Regions from separate parts of the Mus musculus genome. Here region 1 is linked to region 2. A link is a contact called in public HiChIP or PLAC-seq data. All regions are on one chromosome and are shown on one strand. Each heading gives the region's core, a stretch centred on a gene start, on an enhancer-like site or on the middle of the called end of the contact. The rest is flanking DNA. Distances are from core to core; before and after follow the strand shown. Region 1 overlaps Lamc1 (laminin, gamma 1). Region 2 has its middle 13 kb from the start of 1700040K01Rik.

Region 1 (6,879 bases), core at 3,648-6,147, 350 kb before region 2:
TTCCCTTTCTCTTCCCCCTCCTCTCCCTCTTTCTCAGCTCTCTTATGTGAGCATCACACACTTCCCAGGTATACATCTTCTTCTTCTTCTTCTTCTTAAAAATAAACATCTGAAATGTCTTCTCTGAAAAGTCAGTATTTCCACACTGATCTAACCCAGCAGAGTGTAACAGACACCCTGCCTGAGAACGCCAGCACCACCCAGCAGTGACCTGGCTTCGACAAGCCTAGGCGTTTGACAAAGGAACAAACTGCTTTCTTACCTGTTGGAGTGTATGAACCCGAGGTTAACTCTTTGCTTCTGTATCTGTTCCTCCCGATGAGAACTGCTGGTGGCCTTAATATCGTAGCAGTTTGTAGGAGAAGGAGCCGGAAGGGATAAGGAACTTCACCCATGTTTGCATGTAAAGGATAACATGGCATTTTAGACATGTAGTTTTCTAGACATCAAATGTATATTTATTGGCCTAAGAAGTACAGCTGTGAGGAAACTGACTTGGGAAAGAGATGTGATGGAGGTTGGACTCAGCGGGTCTAGTCACTCCAAGCCTGCCGGCACTGAGTAACCAGCCCCTGTCGTGTTTGCGGCCTGTGTTTGTCTGTGGTGGGTACTTGCTACATGTTTTGCCTTGAAATGTGTCACCTGTGAAAGTGAACGGAGGGGCTTGGGTTTGCCCCATTCATTCTACAGTGTTACACCCGCATTCAGGGATTTTTCTCTCCGACTCATTTAAAGTCTGAGAACTGAGATGAAAACGCTTCTAGCCCACGTTTCTGTTGCAAAGGTAAAATGCACCGCAAGCAACTTGGGCGCGAGAAGGTTTATTTAAGTTCACAGTCCCAGGCTATAGTGCATCGTTGCCTGGAAGTCAAGCGGCAGGGCCTGAAGCAGCGAGCTCCATCTGCAGCCAAGAGCAGAGAGGCTGGTTGGTAAGGGAGCGCGCGCATGCTCAGCTCGCTTTCTCCGTTGTAGGACCGAGCTCATGAGATGGCGGTGCCTATATTCAGGATGGGTCTTCCAATTTAAGTTAACCAACTTAGGAAAATCCCTCATGGGCACACTCTTAGCCTGTGTAATATAGACAGTTCCTCATGAGGACTTCCTTCAAAGATGATTCCAAATTGTGTCTGATTGACGATTAAAACTAGCCGTCACAGCAGGGACGTAGTTCTCAACCATAATTGCATATAAAAGTCACTGGTTGGATGTAAAATTAAATTTTATTAGAACTAAGACTTAAGATTTATTTGCCGTTTTCAAAAGTTTTCTAGGTGATGCTGACTGCCAATGTGGTGCCTAACTTGGGGTCAGGATATGGAGAGTGCTATATGTGGAACGCCTAGCACAGGCTATGTAGAACGGGGGAGGGCTCTGGGACTCTGTTGGGTTTGAACTGTTTGGCTCATTATTGATAAGTACCTTCTGCTCTTGCAGAGAACCCAGATTTTTCCCAGCACCCGAATATTGGCTCACAACTGTCTTCTGACACTCGAGGGCTGCTGCATATACCTGGTGAACATATGTATAGATAAAATTAAATATTTTTTGAGTCACTCAGTGAATTGTCTGTTATTCCTTCTTTCTCTCTTGGGACTCCTTGGTAATGCTGTCCCCCTGGGCTTTACTCTAGGCTAAGGTGAGCATTCTGGACTCACTCGGGTCCATCTGTCCCATCAGGAAAACTTAGTGTTCACTTAAACTCCAGGTATATTGAGCCATTCCATCAGCACAAGACAGTTATCTTCTCGCCTTGTTAAAGACAGTTTCAGGACTAGGGAGATGACTCAGATGGTGAAGGTGCTTGCTGTTAGGCATACAGAGTGGAAAGCCTGAAAGACAGACAGACAGACAGACAGACACACACACACACACACACACACACACACACGTTAATCTTTTTAAAGGAAGTTCGTCCTTTGTTTATTTGTTTGTTTTTCCTATCCAGCTACTATTCTTTATAACAAAATTGCTTAGAAATTGTCTTTATTAGCTGGCTCCAACCCGAACCCCACCCTGCCCCGCTCCACCCAACCCAACCCAACATTCTTTGTTTCTAACTAACATTCCACCAAACCTCTTGTCGATATAGTAGAGACTTCCAGGTTGTGAAATCTAGTGGCCAGAGTGCAATCTCCATCTTTCTTGATCTTTCAGAAATAATTGACTCAGCTGGGTTCTCTTCTTGAAAAACAGAACAGTTGGTTATCCAGATGGTCAGCCCCGAGACCATTTACATACAAGTAACATTATAGAGACTGGGCAGGGTGTACTTATGAATTTGTATGTATTTAGGAACAAATACACACCCCTGATGTAATTACAATTAATGGAAAAAGAGGTCATACATTTGAAAGAGAGCAGGGAGGTCTTAGAGGGAGGAAATGATGTAATACCATCTCAAAAAATAAAAGTCTCTTTGTCTTTAGTATCTATTTCTCATGAGTCCCAGTGTCCGTCTGTCCTCACGTCTGAATCTAGTTGAAGGACATTTTTGTCTGACTCCATGTCTTTGAACACTGGTTCTTGAGGACTTCCAGATTTTGTTCTCTCCTGCCTATACCTCTTCCTCGACTTCAGTGTTGGTCTGTCTGTTCCTGTGGTAGTGGAGTTTGAACCCAGGGGAGTGTTCCACCATGGAGCTACACCGCAGCTCCAGACTCTGTGTGGTATCGTGTAGGGAACCAAAAAAAGGGGGGGGGGACCCTGGGGAAAAGTGGGGAGGAAAAGGGGCCTAACATCTGGCCAGAGTTTCTGTGCTCTGGGCAGGCAGACGCAGGCAGATGCTTCTCCATTTGGCTCCAGTTGAGCATGCCTGACCCACGAGGCATGGGGTGGAAAAGGGGCAGCCCCGACCAGGGACTCTGGAGCTACCTTGCTTATTACTGCTACCTTGGACCAATCTATTGTCATCTCTTGCCTAGGTTGTTGCAGCCCCTCCTCCAGCAGCTTTTTTTTTTTTTCCAGCCCAGCTAGAGAGTGCTTTGCCAGTTCAGTAGCCCAAGTGAGTCTTATAAAAGTAGCAGTCAAGGGGTGTTGGTGAGGTGGCTCAGTGGCCAGACACATTTGTGCACAAGCCTAGCAACTTAAATGTGGGCCCAGATCTCACAAGGTTGTCTCTGACCTCCACAGGTACATAGTATGCGTAAAGCTGCATGTGCGCATGCACACACACACACACACACACACACACACACACACACACACACACACACACTATAAATATATAGAATTGAACAGTAGCCGAGCATGTACATTTGCTTACAGAGTTCTCCAGTGGATTTTCACCTAGTAAGAACCAGGTCTTCTCAATGACCTACAAAGTCCTGTGTCCTCGGCCCCATCTCCTCGTGCTTTCCACCTTACTCATACTGACCTCCTGACCACTCCCTAACTAAAGCTTGCTGACAGGCTCAGGGTATTTGCATTTTCCCTGAGAAGGCTTCTCACCCACATGTTGCAGTGTTCCACTTACGGTCTGTGCTCAGATATCGCCATAGCCATGTTAGTGCCGTCACCTCTGAGAATGCAATGTTAGATAGCATTTCTCCCTCTCCCGCTCTCTATCATCTAACATAGATAATGTGTGTGCATGTGCGCAAGTGTGTGTGTGCTTATGATGAGTGCTCATGGTTGTGCAAGTGTGTACATGTGGAGGCTGGAATTCACCATCAGATACCATTCCCGAGGAGCCCCAGAGTCTGTTTTTTGAGACAAGGCCCCTCACTGGGATCAGGGACTCACTGATTGTGCTTGGCTGGCTAGCCAACAAGTCCAAGGGATCAGCCTGTCTCTGCCTTGACAGCATTGGGATTTTGTAGGCACATTCCTGTTTGGCCTTTACGTTGGGGCTAGAGATCAAACTCAAGTCCTTGAAGTTTCCCATGGCAAGCAGTGACAGAGCCTTTCCCCCAGTTGACAACATTAGTGCGTATTTATTCCAGCCCTAGCCCCGCTCTGACACCCACTAGACGGTGAACTCCACCTGCTTGGCACCATATGGATCTCCCTTTCTGCTGTGGCCTCATGCTTAGAATATTGACTAGCTGGTACATATTAACATTCAGTAAATATTTGCTGAGTGAATGGAAGAATTTGGATCTATACGACTCTTGGGACCAGTGAGGAGTGTTAACTCTGACCTAGTGGGTAGCTGTGGTAAGAAATGAACGCACAACCATGAAAACTGAGAAAGCCATCTTATACTGAGCCATACGTGGTTTTATAGGAATTTCTCATATAGATGAGAGATGCAAGCGAAGCGGAACATGGTTGTGGGGAGTTGAAAGGGAACGTGTTCATTGGGACCTACAGAAACAACCAGTTAAAGGTATTCTTACAAAATGGAAGGTTAGACTATTCTCAGAAGTTTGTCACCGTGAGCTTTGGGGTCATTCACTGACTAAATAGTTAATGAAGAAACAAAGCTGCACTCTTTAGCCTTCTGCAGCTCCGTGTATTGTGGGGATCAGGTGGGGTTGGTTATCGGAGTTGGTCTTGGTTTGTACTACACTGCTATCCTTAGATGCTGGAAAGGTTTTACCATCAGGCTGTCTGTTCACGAATCCTTTACTGATGCTCATCCTCTGTGCAGACAAGACAGCATAGAGCCATACAGACCTGCAGATTCTGGTGTCTTCTTTCTTTCTCTTTCCCATGTTTCAAGTCCCTCTACTGCAGCCAGCGTATGCATCACTGACATTTTGCTTACTTTATTCGCTCAGTAAATTTAATCATCTGCCTTCTTTGTCTGCCTCCCTCCTGTCAGTCGGTTCCCACAGCTAGAACTTGGCTTAGCAGAGTGAGTAGGTTTTTTTTTTCCCTGAGTGTGCAGATGAGTGGGAGGAAGGACCAGCCTCATTCCTTTAGCTCGGCTAAAGGATTTCAGGCATGTTGTGACCCACTAGCCTGAATCAGGGCTTGTATTAAGTCTTGTAAGCATGAGGCTTGGGTTAATCAGCCATGCTCCCAGCCAGTTCTTGGCTTGGCTTTTCACTTGGTAATCTAATCTCTTTTGCTGAAGCTATAACGTGAAGTGGCAGAGGAGGTACCCAGATTAAGATAAATATATCTGATGTTTAGTAATGGAAAATGGTAGTCTCTAATGGTAATTTGCACCTATTTTAAATGACCTTCCAAGCATGCTTGACATTTTAGTATTAGTTAAGAAGTCTCTCGGTCTGTGCAGTGGCTGTCTGATGAGACAGCCATGTTTAATAACCAGGCTGAGTCACAATAGTGTGGCTTTTCAGTTTACTAAAGAATATGCAGCCTTTGGAGACCTGTTCCTTGGCAGTAGGGACGGATAGTACCAGGTGGTTTTAGGGGGAATAGCAGGGAGAGGGCAGAATTGTGGCCTTCACCAAAACTTCAAGTTTGATACTTTATGGAAAAATCTAATTTTCTTAGAAATTGGGATGTTTTTATCTCCAAAACCATATCATTCACTTCAAAACATGTTCTTCTCCTTAGCTCCATGCTGACATATACCATGGTTCTTATAAGTAGCCTTTGATGTATAGACCAACTCTTACAAAAGAACTCTAAATACTTTGGCCCCCCATGTTCTGCCTTTGCATTTAGCAGGTCTGGGTTATAGCGTAGCACAAATGTGAAGGGATGTGTTCATCACACACACTTGGAACATAAGACTGTTGAAGGCCCGGGCCATGCTTTTGAGAGGAGACTTTCTCAGACTGAAAGCTCCATTGTATTTGTTATAATAAGTTTAGTTGAAAATTACCGTTTGCTAGAAAACTGTCAAGGTTATCCCATTTGTAAAATTGTAGTAATTTAAATGTACTTTCTGTGGGCCTGTGCCCTTTTTCTGATAGTATTTGGCTACTTGACAAAGGGCAAGACTATGAACAGTTGCTGAAATCTAAGGGGAAGAAATTGGTTGCCCCTCTCTTTCCTCTTCCTCTCCTTCCTCTCTTTCAACATTTTATTTGAAAGATGATGCTTACGGCAGTAGGAAGAACCCAGCTCTTCGCCCAGGCCCTCAAGGACGGAGCTTTCAGTCATAGGGATGACTCTTCTGGACTTGCTGGGGTCACCTCAGCACACCCTGGATGTGCTTAACTGTCCCAGTGCTTTCTCATGGGTTGGCCTGAAGATCCCAAACCCGGCCCTGACTTGGCTCTGGACTGTGTGGACTGGTGGCGTTGTATTTGTGTGCAGTCATCTCTGAGGTGCAGCAGTGGCAGCTGGTGCACAGCTGGACATGCTGTCCTGGGAACTCTCTGCTCACAACCCTGAGAACGTTTTCAAACAGTGGCCTTCTGCGTCTACTGTTTGTGTTAACTGTTTGGAGAGGCCTAGTTAGTAGCCTAAACATACACCGTCTCTAATTGACTGTTCTACAGCTTTCTTAGTGTTAACGTTCTTGATCTTGACTTGACAGAGAGAGAGAGAGAGAGTTCAGTTTCTGATTTCTAGAGAGTTAGCCTGTAAGTTCAATAGTGAGCCCCGTGGCACCTAATTTGGTTCTTTAGAAGGAACTTCTTTTGTTCTGATTCAGCCCTTGGAAGGCATTTTGGAATCCTGGAAAGTTCTGTATGGCCATTATCATTCATCAGTAAACTATACAGGCAGTTGTTTCACAAGGTCCTCATGGAATTTCTCTGAACTGCACATAACAGAGAGACGTTTATGTTCCCCGGCAGTCAGTGTTTGCATCCAACTCTGAGACAGGAAGAGCTTCTCCGTACTCGGGGAGATTAGAAATATTTTACCACGTAGGAGGCTGCAGCAGAATTCCTTGGCTTGGCCCTGCTGGGAGCATGGCTGCATCCCCATTGTTCGGGCAGCCCCCTCCCCTTCTCCATCTCTTCAGCCAGCATGGACTGTAGGATTCAGAGCAGAACATAGGAATTAATTTTG
Region 2 (6,488 bases), core at 2,286-4,785:
GTATGATGAGATCCAAGACACTTACAAACGTCACTTGGCAGCATTCCAATACAGCCCTTGTCACTCCAGCCTTGTCCTTTAAAAACTCCCCAGGAAGTTTAAGTTCAGGTTTTATCTCAGGACATCTTGGACACTGTGAAATGGAGACTAACTATGCCTGATATATCTATCGTTATTCCTATCACGTGGGACCTGTGAGCCCAGTAACATGGCTGCTGTGTCCTGCTGTTCTGCAGCAGTTCTTTACACAGAGACACACAGAACACAAGAAGGACATATCTAATAGTACTTCAGGAAAGAAACAACATAGTGGGGGAATTTATAATCCAAGATGATACTGAGAATTTTCTAAAGTTCTTGGAATTAGACGATCAAGAGAGCCACTGAGAATTGAACTCCAGTCTTGTGGAAGAGCTGCAGCAAGCACTCTAACTGCTAAGCCAGCTCTCCAGACTGTGTTTTTATTTTTAATGGAAAAAACACTAAAGTATGTATTGCCACAAGAAAAGTGAATTTAGAACGAAATGTTAGCATAGATAAACAAATGGTGAGCATAAAAAGTAATAAATTATGCTCGTAAATTGGATTCATTGCTTGTGTAGTGGTTTTATGCTCCCACAAATATACAATTAACTTCTAGATGGAAATAGTTATCTAATACATCAAGGAGCTAAAATATATCTTTTGGGGGTATGAGGATAGCTATATTTTTTTTTTTAACTGTGAGGAAAAGAAAGAATTAGGTATGCTTATCAGAAATGCAATGGTAGCTTTTAAGACTATAGACAAAATGTAGTCTTCAGGGCCAGTGAGATGCCTGGCTGAGTAAGGATGCTATACTCTGACCACCTGAGTTTGATCCTTGCGACCCACTTGGTGAAGGAGAAAACAGACCTCCACAGAAGTCCTCTGACTTCTACCACAATAACAAAAATTCAATTAAAAAAAAATCTACAAAGTCCAAATCAGCAGAGGTAAAGTCAAATGGAATTTTTTAATTATGAAACAAAACAAAAAGAAAAATTACCTGTAAAAAAAAATCAAAAGTACATGAGCGAGTCAGGCATGGTGGTGCACATATTTGATTCCAGCACTTGGGAGGAATCACTTGCAGAAGCAAATGAATCTCTACAAGTTTGAGGCTAACCTGGGCTACATCAAGAATTCCAGGCCAGGGCTGGTGTGATGGCTCAGCGGGCAAGAGCACTGACTGCTCTCCAGAAGGTCCGGAGTTCAAATCCCAGCAACCACATGGTGGCTCACAACCACCCGTAATGAGATCTGCTCCCTCTCTGGTGTGTCTAAAGACAGCTACAGTGTACTTACATATAATAATAAATAAATCTTAAAAATAAAAATTCCAGGCCAGCCAGGGCTGCGTAATAAATCCCTTTCTCAAACCAGACAAACAAACAAATAAACAAACAAAAAAGAATAAATAAACAAGCCAAAGTACAAACTGGAGACTAATAGAGGAGCAGCTCAGACTGATGATACTTCTGTGAATTTAACCTTGCACTTATAAACAGAAAATGTCAGGATACTAAATGAAATAATACCACAGTTACCTGCTGTTTGTAAAAAAGAGGTGGATTAAAGGAAGCTGAAAATAAAGAGGAAAGTTCCAGAAAGAACATGCAAGAGGAAGAGTTAGGAGTACAGCCCGTAGGTCCTTGTGCCCACAGATCTCTAGTGCTGCCTGTAAGTCCTTATGCCCACGGATCTCTAGTGCAGCCCATACTGTAGGTCCTTGTGCCCACAGATCTCTAGAGAAACCAGGATTGCTGAGCATGCAGGATTGTCTTTTCAATAGGAAAGATATAAAACCTGTACTGCCAGCCAGAAAGCTGGGAGTTAGAGGTGATTAATAACTGGCGATCTGTGTTATCTGTTGGGCCAGACCATACCAAGCCCCTACAACCAGGACCAAAGGTGGCTAGTAATCTGTTTCCCTGAGAACAGGGACCTCCCCAAGATCCCCCAACCAGCACCAAAGATACCTATTAGTCAAATGACCCTTCCATTATCTGTCTACTCAGACGGTCTCCCAAGTTCCCATAACCAGAACCAGAGATGGTGACAGCCCAAACGACCTCTACACTATGTGTATGACTGGGACCAGGCTGGACCCTGCCTTAGGCCCTTAAGCTCTTACACGTAACCTATCTCTAGAACTCATCTTGGAAAAAATGACCCGTAATTATGCTTCCTTGTGCCTTGGGGATTCTATTACACCAGGAAATTATATTGTGTTTACAAAGTTTTACAAAGTCAATCTAAACTGAGTCATGGTGTCTATTCACCACGGGTGCCTCACTTTCCTGACTGCCGTGACCACTTGTACTGTTCCCCCGACAAAAGCAAGTTAAATATTAATATCAGGCAAAAGAGTATTAAGCAAAAGTACTAATAACAATAAAGAAATCTCATAATGCAAAAAATTTAAAAACTTGTAAAAGTCCTATCCTGCTTACTATATGATCATGATATAAGAAATAACAGAACATGGGCTGGCGAGATGGCTCAGAGGGTAAGAGCACTGAGTGCTCTACCAAAGGTCCTGAGTTCGAATCCTAGCAACCACATGGTGACTCACAGCCACCCGTAATGAGATCTGACACCCTCTTCAGGCGCGTCTGAAGGACTACAGTGTACTTATTATAATAACAAATAAATCTTTGAAGAAAAAAAAAAGAAGTAACAGAACTACAAGAAAATAATTGCTCAACAGTAATATTGGAAAGGTTTAATGTATCTGTCTTAGGTTTTTATTGTGATGAATAGACACCATGATCAAGGCAACTCTCATAAAGGAAATTAAGTTTATAAGTTTCATTTCACTATCATCATGGCAGGAGCATGACAGCATGCAGGCAGACATGGTGCTGGAGGAGCCAAGAATTCTACATCTTGATCTGAAAACAGCTAGGGGGAGACTATCTTTCTGCAGGCAGCCAGGAGAAGGTCTAGATCACACTGACCAGACTTGAGCATATATAGGAGACCTCAAATTCCTGCCTCCACATTGCCACTTCCTCTAATAAGACTGCATGTCCTAATTGTGCCACTCTCCATGGGCCAAGCACATTCAAACCACTACAGTATCCTTACTAGAAACGCAGTTGTAATTAAACAAAAATTAAGTTGAGAGGTTGGAGGAAACTTTGCATCAATTTTCCTTGTGCACAGTAATATAATCAGAAGTATGGTTTCACTATGTTTGTTTTGTGTGGGTATATGTATGTCCATGGCACTGATCATGTATGGAGGTCAGAGGACAACTTGTAGTTGTGAGTTCTTTCTTGTCACAGCATAGTTCCCAGAGATCAAACTCAGGTCATCGGGCTTGACTGGGGCTGCCTTTCCTGTCTTACCAGTCCAGTTCATTTCCTCATGAGAGTTATTCTCCCTTCCTACCTTCTCCACTCACTTCCTATTTTAGTGTTGCTTCCCTATACATTCAGGACCACGTAGTGTGACACTATTCCCGGGAGACATGAGCAAATACCTACTCACCCAGACAGGAAACTGTCATCAATCCAAAGTAAAGATACTAACAGAATCCAATGTGGTGAGTCAATAAGTTTTATTGGGGTTACTTATGGGAGTAGAAATGACTCAAAGATATTTATATCAGTAAAGCTGAACCAGCATGGGTGACAGCTCACCAAAGCTGGAAATCTGGAGAGCACTACATAGCTGTGTCCTTTCCAGGTAGCTCAGTCTAAACCTCTTCTAGGCAACTTGGGTGATTTCTTCTTTTTCCTGGGTACCTTGGCTGCTCTGAGACTCTTCTAAGAAACTCAGCTTTTGTCTTTTTTAGCAGTCTTTACTGCTTATATATACTTGAGGAGGAAGGAGCCTAATGAATCTGATCAGTTTCAGGGACTTCCTAAAGACTTTTGGGTTGTTTTCTGGTCTGAGCTTAAGGGGAATGTTTCTTGCAGAATGGAATGTTTCATCTCCCCTTAGAAAAGCAGTTCTCAACCTGTGTTTTGCAACATTTTGGGGAGTCAAACGATTTCACAGGGTCACATAACAGATATCCTACATATCAGATATTAACGATTCATAACAGGAGCAAAATTAAAGTTATGAAGAAGTAACAAATTATCTTTAAGGTTGGGGATCTTATTAAAGGGTCACAGCATTAGCAAAGTTGAAAGCCCTTGTCTTAGAACATCCTGTTGTTTTGCCCTTTTTTTTTTTGTTTTTGTTTTTGGTTTTTGGAGACACGGTTTCTCTGTGTAGTCCTGGCTGTCCTAGAACTCACTTTGTAGACCAGGCTGGCCTTGAACTCAGAAATCCGCCTGCCTCTGCCTCCGAAGTGCTGGGATTAAAGGCGTGCGCCACCACTGCCGGGCCTTGCCCTTCTTTTAAATTCGTGCCTTAAAATATTATGTTGTTTCATCTCTTCTTTAACACCTGTGTCTTAACAAACTTTCTCTCAAGATAGAAAGCTGTAATATTCAAGGACACTGCTGTACAACAGACCCTTATCCTAGCCCTAAAGTAGGTGTCTCTCAGAGAAATGGGAGATACGGTGAACATTAAACTGAAAGCCAATTGGCCTGATTTTTGTGTGTATGCAGCACTCTTGCTTTCTTCCACTCACAGAGCTGAGCTATTTGTTGGTTTATTCTGTGTGTATGTATGTGCACATGCATGTGAAGACCAACGACTGACATTGGGTGCCTCCTCAGTCTCCCTCCATCTAAGTTTTCGAGTCGGGGTCTCTTGCTAAGCCTGGAGCTCACTGAGCTGGCTAGCAGCCCAAGGCATCCTCCCATCTCAGCTACCCCAGCTGAGTTTCAGGCTCACACTGCAGCAACAGGCTTTTATGTAGGTTCTGAACTAAAAGCCCATTTAATTTTTTTAAACTCCAATCCAGGGTAGAATTTACACCTTTTCCTAAGTCCCAACTTTACACCTCTGATGGATCAAACTCTCAGCTCACTTCTGCTTGACTCCAGACCCAGAAGATTATCAGAACCATCACTGTAGCCCACTAATCTCCGTATGTTTATTTTTTTAGACAGGGTCTCATATAGATCAACCTACCTTCAACTCACTATGTAGCCAAGGATGACCTTGAACTCCTGGTCCTGTGGTCTCTGCCTCCCCAAAAGCTGAAATTATACGTGTATGCTGGCCATTATATTGGGCAGCCTTTAATTTCTGAGCTTAGAAACGGAATATCACATTAATGAATATGGTGTGATTTCTTGACTTTTCTTTTTGCTCATTTGTTTGTTTTTTTTTTTTTTTTTTTTTTTTTTTGAGAACTATGTGCACCCCTGGCTGTCCTGAAACTCACTCCATAGACCAGGCTGGCCTTGAACTCACAAGAGATCTCCATGCCTCTGCCTCCCAACTGCTGGGATTAAAACATGCACCACCACTGCGTAGCAACTTGACTTACTTCAATATTGAAAATTTTAGAAATTGAGTGTATGGCTCAATCCTGTATTACCAGAAGCTGAGGCAGAAGGATTGCTGTAAGTTTAAGGCAAGGCTGGGCTACAAACTCAGAACTTGTCCAGGGTGGAAAGAAGAAAGGGAGAACAGGAAAAAGGGATAAACTGTGAAGAGGAAGTAGAAATTCCAAGTCTAAGCTCACAGCAATAGCATTTTACTGTTTTCCCTTGGCACTGTGGTTTTGGGAATGTCTGGCTTTACTTGGCATCAGGTTTCTTCTATTCTCAAATGCCAAAAACCTATCAAATTTTTTTGTAAATTTCCCCAGGACATCTGATTTGAGGTGGGGACTCTCTCAAAGGTTCGGTAATATTCCCATAGAATAAAAGTACAATCTTATGTCATTGTTGTCCCACCATATATGTCTTTCTGCATATGCATTCCCACACCCATCTCCTCCCTCACTTTCCTCAGAGGCTTCACTCCTGTCTATTAGTCTCTCCTCTCTCTCTTTGTTTGTGCTGGTCGTTTCCTTGTCTTTTAATTTGACCGAGCCCTTCTTATCGCCCATTCCTTATCTGAGCAAACTCTGTGAAAGCCATCCAACTAATCAATTACCACCTTACATGCTGACGACCAACAAACCATTGATTCCAAATCCGACTCCTCTTAAATGCCCCAGATTCATAAACTCTCTTAATCCAGACAAATGCAATTCCACTGTGATCAAGATAGATAGGTCAGTGGGTAAAAGTTCTTACTATATAAGCCTGACACCTGAGTTCCATCCCAGAATTGACATAAAGGCTAAAGGAAAGAACTGAGGCCACAAAGTAATCCTCTGACCTCCACACGACCCCCACTGAGACACACACACACACAAACACACACACACACACACACTAATATATATTTTAAAGTTTTATATGCAGATCAACATTTCCAAAGTGAATTAATTCATTTTCTCCACATCTTACGTACCCCCAAATCTTCCTTCCCTTCTGCTTTCTACTTTCATCCAGTTTCCCAAGCAGAAACCTGGACATTTTCTTGATTCCTTCCCAACCAAC

Evidence for each region. HiChIP or PLAC-seq counts read pairs in DNA pulled down with a chosen protein or histone mark.
Region 1: a FOXA1 HiChIP or PLAC-seq map of pancreatic cancer cells shows a contact between it and region 2. The contact joins two enhancer-like sites. A contact is called at or near these places in 2 of 115 datasets of contacts at active chromatin or transcription factors (astrocytes and pancreatic cancer cells).

Annotation. Positions count from the first base shown.
Region 1 is chr1:153,265,074-153,271,952 of GRCm38.p6, reverse strand. The region is part of intron 1 of Lamc1 (laminin, gamma 1); the gene reads left to right. Among named protein-coding and RNA genes, the nearest start is that of Lamc1, 64 kb to the left of the region's middle. Within about 2 kb of position 4,897, at least 62 of the 459 cell types and tissues checked have an H3K27ac peak or open chromatin away from gene starts, as enhancers often do. A contact at or near this core is called in pancreatic cancer cells, where this site is marked.
Region 2 is chr1:152,919,033-152,925,520 of GRCm38.p6, reverse strand. No RefSeq gene overlaps it. Among named protein-coding and RNA genes, the nearest start is that of 1700040K01Rik, 13 kb to the left of the region's middle. Within about 2 kb of position 3,535, at least 28 of the 459 cell types and tissues checked have an H3K27ac peak or open chromatin away from gene starts, as enhancers often do. A contact at or near this core is called in pancreatic cancer cells, where this site is marked.